2 separate regions of the Anser cygnoides genome follow, and region 2 is linked to region 1. Evidence: chromatin contacts called from public Hi-C data. All regions are on one chromosome and are shown on one strand. Each heading gives the region's core, a stretch centred on a gene start, on an enhancer-like site or on the middle of the called end of the contact. The rest is flanking DNA. Distances are from core to core; before and after follow the strand shown.

Region 1 (3,975 bases), core at 1,465-3,964:
AGCACAGCTGCTGCCCCCCGTGGGCTCCCCAGGAGCTGGGCCAGCTGCTCCGTCCGCAGCCCCGGGCAGTTAGAGATGGGCGGAAAACCATCCCCAAACCCCATGCAAATATTTGCATTTCCAGAGCTTTTCCAAGTATCGGGGAACGCTGACAAAGCAGCCGCGTGGGCGATGCAGACGCGCTGAGAGGGGTCCGATCGGCTTTTTTGGGCAGGGTTTCAAAGGTCAAACAGTTTTGTTTAAAGAAAGAAAAAGCTAACCAAGCAGAGAGGGTTTGCCAGCACAACGTGCCCCCTCCAGCAGCTCCTCGGAGCACAACACCCACCGTGATGCCCGTGGCACTGGGGGTTCCCTGAGCCTTAAATTACCAGGGCCCAGTGGCGTGAGCGGCTCTGCTGGGTGCTCCGTTCTCCTTCTCCACCTAAGGGATTTTTTTGGCAGGAAAGGGGAATCCCAGTGCAGTCCTCAGGGGAGCTGGTCAGCCCTACAGCATCCTGGGGCTGTGAGGAGTGCCCTGGCTGGGTTTGATGTGATGGGGCTGGCCCAAAACCTCGCCTGGTCCTGCCTGTGCCAGGAGGTGGATGCTCACCTGCCTTTGGCTCCTGCCCGTCCTGCCTGCCTTTGCCTGCAGCAGCAGCCTGCGGGGAGAAGGGTGGCTGTGGGGACACGGGGGTGACGGAGCCTGGTGGGGGCACCCTGTGGCTGTACCTGGCCCCTCGGTGTGTGCTGCGCTCAGGTGACGCAGGGGACCCAGGACATGAGCAGGAGCGCTGAGGAAGGTCGCCACGATGCTGCAGAGGCAGTCAGGGACCAGGAGCCGTGGTTGTGCTGTGCAGAGGGCACCCAGCCCCGCTGCTGGCCCTGGGGCTACGTGCAGCAAGGGGAACAGGCTCCAGCATGTGCCAGCCCGGGCGGCACCGCGGGGTGTGCAACACGTGTGCGTGCACGTCAGGGCAGGGCTCTGCCTCTCCGGGCCAAGGATACGTGCAGCTCTTCCCCAGGGCAATGGGCTCAGGGGGCTGAGCATCGGGCAGGTGACGCAGGACAGCAGGACAGTTGTGACACAGCGCACAGCGACTGTCAGGGCCAGCAGCTGTTGCGGGAGCTGATGCGTTTTCCCAGCCCCGGGGCAATGCGGGTTGAACTGGTGTGGTGGAGGGGTGCCGGTGGCAGGGGGCAGCTCCTGTGCACGCCGATGGGGTCGGGGGCACCGAGGGTCATGAGCACGGTGCTGAGTGTGCAAGGGGTGACGGAGTGCACAGGGCTGGGCACGCGAGGTGCGGAGAGGGCACAGGATGCACGGGGTGCGTAGGGACAAGGGTGCGGGATGTGGTCAGTGGGGCTGTGGCGCGGGGTGGGCAGCGCTGGGTGCGCGTGGCACCTCGGGCACCCCGCGTCCCTCACCTTCACGTAGCCGTTGCAGTGAGGGCAGCAGACGATGCGTCGCCAGCGGGGACGCTGGCACCTGCGCCAGCGCTGCCATCTCGCTGTGCCACAGAGCCTCTGCTCCAGCGCGTCCTCCCAGGCCCCTGGTGCGGGTGACACGATGGGGACGCTGCTCCCCCCAGCCCCCTGCTCCCGTATCCCCCACCCATCCGGGCGCCTCACCTGGCTGGGGGAGCTCCAGGTAGGCAACGCTGAGCAGGACGAGGCTGGTGACAGGCAGGATGAGGATCACGAAGATGGTGCTGGAGATGGGGACCAGCAGCAGGACGTGCAGAGCCAGCCAGCTGCACCTGCGGCGGGAGCGAGGGCAGCTTGGGGCCGAGCGGGCAGTGGGGTGCCCAGGCCCAGGGGCTGCTTGGGACGGGCAGTGGGCACGGGAGACGATGCAGCTCGGGGATGTCAGAGCTGATGCCCGGCTCTAACGTCTGCAGGATGCCGACGCGGAAGGGCGGCTCTGTTGCCCCGTGTCGGCAGGATGGGGCTCGGACCGCTGCTGTGGGGCGACTTACGGGCCCAAGAGCAGCAAGCACAGGCACAGGAGGATGGTGAAGTGAAGGGGGATGAAGAGCTCCATGGTGGGCTGGGCAGCTGCGAGGCCTTGGCCACGGCCTCGCTGGGCGGACTGCATCCCCTTCTCCTGGCCGCAGCCCAGCAACCCCATTCCACTCCCACGGCAACCCCGGCATCCCCCCGGAACCCCAGGCCCACGGCAACCGCAGCATCCTGCTCCCGCGGCAGGGTGCTGGGGACCCTTTTGGGGTGCAGGTGCCACCCTGGCTCCTGCGGGACCCCCCCTGCCTGAGGGCAGAGGGAGAGGGGCTTGAAGATGTCTGAGGTCCCAGCGCAAACCAGAGCCTTGGGGTGCTGGGAGGGCACCGGGACTTCACCCCGGGTGCCGGCACTGACACTGGGTGCTGAGCCGTGGTGCTGAGCAGGGCTGGCCCTGCCCTCTAGCGTCATGGGATCTGCTCCCAGCAGGGCCCAGCCCCGTGCTGCCATGCGAGCAGGGCAGGTGCCACTGCCGGGAAGGACGGACGGAAGGTGGCAGGCATGGTGGCACCAGGTCCCATCCAGCCACCTCCGCAGAGGGGACAGGAGGACGCACGGGGACCCCAGCACCGTGGGGACCCCCCCCACCCCAAACCCATCCGTGGGGTGCCCCAAGGGGCGGGCAGGCGGTGTCACGCCATCGCAGGGCCCTGCGCCCCGGGTTTTGGGGACACGCAGGCGCGATGGCACGCGGTCGGCCGCTCCTCCCGGCACCCGGGTCGATAACCGGGCGGCCGAGGTGTCTGTGGGGCTGGCAGGGCGCGGGGGCTCGCCAATGAGCGCCCGGAGCTGGTTAAACTTGAACGAGGCGCCGAAGCCTCCCCGAGGTCCCTGCCCTGGGGACTCTGACCCCGCGTAGGATCGGGGAGGGGACGCGGAGGCAGGCGGCGCCGAGCAGCCCCGCAGCCGCTGGGACAGAGCCGGGGAGCAGCGGGGCAGGATGGAGCCCACCCTGGAGCTGGCGGATGACCCCAGGTGGGTTGTGGGGAACCCCCCGTGCTGCTGGGACGCTTTGCAGCTGCTTTTCGGTGCAGGATTTTGGGTTAAAGGAAGGGAGGCAGGTGGGGGGGCGAGGCAGGGGGACCCAATGGGGCTGGGTGTCCCCGTGTCCCTGGCAGAGCTCCCCTTCTCCGCAGGTTCCCCCGCTCGCTGGTGGAGATGCTGATAACCAACTTCAGCGTGCCGGCAGCCTGCTTCTCCCTGCCGCCCACCTCCCGGCAGCTGCTGCAGGGTGAGTGGGGGGAGCGGGCGGTGCAGGGGGGACCCTCCTCGTGTCCCCCCGGGGATTGGGGTGGGGATGAGGCAGGGACAAGAGCGGGGGAGGCCATGGGGTGCTGCTGGGGTCTCAGCTCCCACCCCAGAGCCCTGCCCAGGGGGTGGTGGTGGTGGAAGAGAGCAGTGAGGGGAGCAGCGGGTGGGTGACATGGGATGGGGGGGGGGACCAAAGCACCGGCTCCGGCACTGCCAGATCCACCAAGGACACAGCGAGTGGCTTCCAGCGCTGTGCCAAAAGGGACCCGGAGGTGGGCTGGGGGCAGCACCCTGCTGCGGTGGCTCTGGGGAGGGACACGCAACAGGATTTGACCGAACCCATTTCTCACCCCTCCCTGGCAGAGCTGGACATGGTCCAACTCTCCATCATGGGCCTGGCCACCATCCTGACGCTGGTGTCGGTCGCCATCTACGTGGAAGAGGCCATCTACCTCACCCACAAGATCCGCTGCCCCATCAAGATGAAGACCCTCCGCTGGAGCAGCTCAGCCCCCACGGTGAGCTGGGGATGGGGGCGGTGGGGGGGCAGCACCAGGGGCACCCGAGGGGTCTGAGCCCCCCCCGGGGATGGGGAGCGGCTGCGTGCCATGCCCACGTCTCCCCCCAGGTCGTGGCCGTGTTCAGCTGCTTCGGGCTGTGGATCCCGCGCTCCATGATGGTGGTGGAGATGGCGACCACGATGTGAGTAGTGCCTGCCCCGGGGCGGTG
Region 2 (4,287 bases), core at 1,783-4,282, 240 kb before region 1:
GTACGGTTGCTCTCTCCAAGAGCAGCAGCTCAGCATCCCCATTGAAATACCTCACAGCCTTTCACCTCCTAATCAGACCTTATCTCCCACTGACAAATGATAAACCGTTTCAGCGTCCTTCGTCTTATCGCACCATTGCAACACCAAAAGGTTTATATTAGCCGCGTTTCCTACCCGTCCACAAACCAAAACCTGCAGCCACAAACACATCCCCTCCTCACAGCCCTCGGGGGCTCCACACACACCGGGGCACCTGGCTCGTTCCTGCTGAGACCCGAGGCGCGTGAGCCCCGTTGCTGCTCCCGTCCCAGCTCCACCACACAAAGAACAGAGCCTGGGACCTTCCCGGCAAGGGGCTCAGCGCCAGGGTGGCTCTCCTGGGCAGAGCAGGGCAGTGATGTGCTGGATGAGGAAGGGGCACTGAGGCTGGTCTGAAATAAAAAGGGCACGAGCACATGGACACAGCCTTACAAATTATACGCAGATATTCTGCAGTCCTCCCAGTATCCTTATTCAGATGCAAGAGCATCTGTTGTCAGCTTAGCACAAGCCCCTTTCAAAGCTGAGAAAGGAAACTTCAAAGCTGAGAAGGGGAACGTGACAAGCTCAGCCCCCACTGATGACATCTTTCTGTGGCACCCCTAGAACCTGCTTTGCAGGGCGCTCCACAGCCCCAGGCCCATATTTCACACATTCCTCCCTCACATTACACTAAATATATTACTCTCCTGGGGGAAGGCCACAGGGTGAAGGAGCCCAGGCCGCACTGAAGCCCATTCTCCTCCATGTGGCTGGCACTGCCAGGTCCCCAGCTCTCCGGAGTGGCACAGCAGGAGCCACGTGGAGGTTTCGGTACATAGGGCTCACAGGGGCATGAAAAGAAGCTGACCCTGCAGCGGAGGAGCATCCTCATTGCACATGCAGGCCATGGGACACTTACATGACTAAGAGCACCGTCAGAGGTGAATTAAAGCTGAGTCCTCCTACCCACGACGCGTACAAAGCACACACAAACAGGCTGCTGGCAGCGCCTGCTCAGGCTTTCTGCTCCTCTTTCTCCACTGCTCTCCAACCCCACAGCTGCACGGAGCACAAATCCACAGCCAGTCACAAAGACACATGTTTTGAGGCAAGTGCCAGCCGTGCAAAGGTGGAAAAAGGTGACACGCAGGGATAGTTTTCTGCCTCTGCAGCTGCTGTCCCACCAGAGCAGAACTGGAGGGTGCACTGGCATCCGCGAGATCACCAGAAGGAATTCTTGCAGCAGGAACAATGTGAGGAAAGCAAAAGCCTTCGGAAGGAGGGAAGATGGAAAGGGGGACACGCCTGCCTCAGCGCAAAGGGTTGGCAGAAGACAGCCCCACACCCTCCAGGGGGGATGCAGCGGGTCCCAGGGGGATGCAGTGGGTCCCACTGGTCTCAAAACCCCTCAGCATTCAGATCCAGGATCCTGAGCTGAACCGGTGGAAGAAGCCCCTGAGCTGCAGCCGGCTGTCCCTGTGTCCCTGGGGTCACAGAGGAGCTGTCCCCGTGGAGCTGCAGAGCACCGCTGGGACCCCTCAGGGGCAGGGCCCAGAAAGAGCAGAACGCCGGAGCGCCTGGACTTGAAGCGGAGCAAGAGAAAAGTGGGAAAAATTAAAGGAGGAAGAAAGGGGAACAACCCAAGACAAGCAGTGCCTAAGATTAATGTGAGCCTGTATTTTTTTGTGTGGCTGCCGTGGGGCAGAGCCTGCCCAGCTGCCCAGCGCCCTGTGCCTGCACACAAACACGCCTCGCCTCTCGCCTCGAGGCCCCGGTGACACCCAGCTTTCATCCTGCCACCCTCACGGTGCTCACACTGGCCACCAACAGCATGTGGTTTGACACCCAAACGCCCACTTGTTCTGACTCATTCCGTGAAGCCGACACGAGCACTTTCCTCCCGCAGGACCTGCGGCACGGGCTGCGCCCCGAGCCCCCGTCCCCTGGACGTAAGCACGGTGTGCCACCACGTCACAGCTGCCACGTGCCACATCCCTGCCATCCAAGCGCTGCTTCGGCGCTTCCCAACCTTCCCTGGCTGCCAGGGCTGAGATTCCCACCGGGAAGGGGCAGATCCCACCGGGAAGGCTCAGACTCCACCAGCACGGAGCCGATCCCTTTGGGAACAGCCAGATCTCCCTGGAGAGGGGCAGAGGCTCCGCAACGGCGCAGCTCCCGTGGCGGAGAGCCGGGTCCAGCCGAGGAGGGATTGATCCCACCGGCCAGCGGAGCAAATCCCATTGCAGAAGGCCAAATCCCATTGAGAAGCAGCACTTCTCCTTGGGATGGGCTCCCATCGGGATGGCACAGACCCCACGGGGAAGCACCACGCGGCTCCCTGACCCACCCGGGCGGGATGCCCACCCTGTGCCCGGTACCCCCGGTACCTGCGGGGTGCTGCAGGGCCGCTCGCAGAGCTCGGCAGGCTGCGGCACGGCACTCTCGGAGGGCTGCGGGGCTGCCGGGGCTGTAGCGAGCCCCCTGCACGGTTCCCGGGGCCGGGAAGTGGCGGCGGAGGGTGGCGTCCAGCACGGCCGCGTCCTCCCCGTCCCCCCCGGGCAGGAGGACACCGACGACGGCGGCGGGCGGCGGCCCCGGGGGGAGGCGGCCCCGCACGTCCCGCACCACCTCCCGCAGCCGTGCCCGGTTCCCTCGGCCCCTCGCCGCCCCGCCGCGGCACAGCACCAGCAGCAGCCCCGCCGCCAGCGCCCGCCGCCCTCCGCCGCCCCGCGACCGGCACCGGGAGCGGGAGGGGCAGCCCGGTATCGGTCCCGGTGTCGGTCCCGGTGCCGGAGGAGCCTCGTCTCCCAGCAAGTCTCGGGCGAACGAGGCCAAGGCGGAGGCCGCCGGAGCTCCCTCGGCCACCTCGGCCACCAGCAGCACCGCCCGCCGCCCGCCCGCCCGCTCCACCAGCGCCCGCAGCTCCCGCAGCTCCTCCGCAGCCTCCATCCTCCGCAGCCTCCTCCGCAGCCTCCGCCGAGCCCGGCCCGCAGCAGCGCACCGCCCCCCGGCCCGCCTCCCGGCACCGGGCCCGGAGCTCCGCAAGGGGCTGGCCCCATCCCAACCCCATCCCTTCCCACCCCAACCGGCCCCAAAGCATCCCCCCGGTCCCATCCCCCCCCCCCCCCCGGTGCGCCGAGGCCCCCGGCGAACTCGGGAGGTGCTGGAAGGCAGGTGAGAGAAGGTGGGAAGGGGTAGAGGAGGATGTGAGGGTCGCGAAGGGGGCGTGCATGAGGCACCGTGACTGCACGCCCCACGGGTGTAATGTGCACCCCCAGTGTGTGACACGCTGTGACACGGGGTGGCGGTGGGGTGGCCTCCGTGGGCACCTCGGGCTGTAGCCCACAGCTGGCTGTGCTATAACCGCGATAACACCACGCCGTGGGGAATAGCTAGCACCCCAAGGGCCATACCCACCCCACGGCTCACAGGTTCCCCAATTCCTGCACGAGCGCAAAGCCCCAGAAGCACCACAAAGCCAAGCTGCGTCCCCACCCCACACGCTGCACCTCGGGGTCCCTTCCCACGCAATCCCCCTTCGCTCCCCCTCTGCAAACACCGCATCCCCCCCCCAGCACAAACACAGCCCCTCAGCCCCACCGGCCCTGGGACACGTCCCATGGGAGCACAGGATGTTTGCAGGGGTAAGTGCGGGGCTATAATTAGGATTTCAGTGCTGGCACGTGTTTAACAGCCCTGGCACAGGGAAGAGGCCACGAGCGAGCTCTGCCAGCCGACAGTGAATGAACGCCACATGAGGGCCAGTGCAGTGCCCAGCCCCGGCGTTGGCACGCCTGGAGGTGAACCAGGAAGCTCTTACCCGCAGCACACGCGGTTAACACTTTCCCTATTCCGTGTCATAAACAGGTCCCAGACTCCCCCCAAACATTTAATAGCTCCCAGTTTGATAGGGAACGAATGGCTCAGAGGTGCCAGCGGCAGGCAGCTGCCCTTGCAGAGCACCTCTGTGGGACACGGAGGTCTCAGAGCGCCGAGGATGAAAGCAGAGCAGAAATCCATGCACCCACCCAGCCACCTGGGGTCTGTGATTGCCAAGAGGTGCCCCTAAGGTGGCAGAGCCAGCGTGCCCGCTCCCTGACTTTCCCCTTGGCCACCAGCAGCTCCTCAGTCACAGCCGAGGTGGGGCAGCTCAGGGAGGTCGCTGTGTGCCACCAGTTTTAAGCCAGGAAAATGCGTGGTCCAGCTACAACGGGCTTAGCAAACGCTGCCCCACGCCAGCACCGTGGGGCTGGACAGCCTGGGCAA

What was found. Hi-C and Micro-C count contacts between places; a contact is called where the count stands out from the background.
Region 2: a Hi-C map of liver shows a contact between it and region 1, with 5 times the contacts expected there. The contact joins the promoter of C9H2orf72 here to the promoter of SLC51A in region 1. A contact is called at or near these places in 2 of 7 Hi-C or Micro-C datasets (both in liver).

Annotation. Positions count from the first base shown.
Region 1 is chr9:16,508,025-16,511,999 of Taihu_goose_T2T_genome, reverse strand. It overlaps SLC51A (solute carrier family 51 member A), which reads left to right and starts at 2,714. Exons shown (of 9, transcript XM_013195021.3): 1 at 2,714-2,970; 2 at 3,132-3,226; 3 at 3,610-3,764; 4 at 3,875-3,948. The coding sequence starts at 2,936. LOC106044800 reads right to left here and starts at 2,141. Exons shown (of 6, transcript XM_048076773.2): 1 at 1,956-2,141; 2 at 1,609-1,736; 3 at 1,405-1,529; 4 at 709-791; 5 at 590-656. The coding sequence starts at 2,107.
Region 2 is chr9:16,744,008-16,748,294 of Taihu_goose_T2T_genome, reverse strand. It overlaps C9H2orf72 (chromosome 9 C2orf72 homolog), which reads right to left and starts at 3,032. Exons shown (of 3, transcript XM_048076852.2): 1 at 2,409-3,032. The coding sequence starts at 2,970.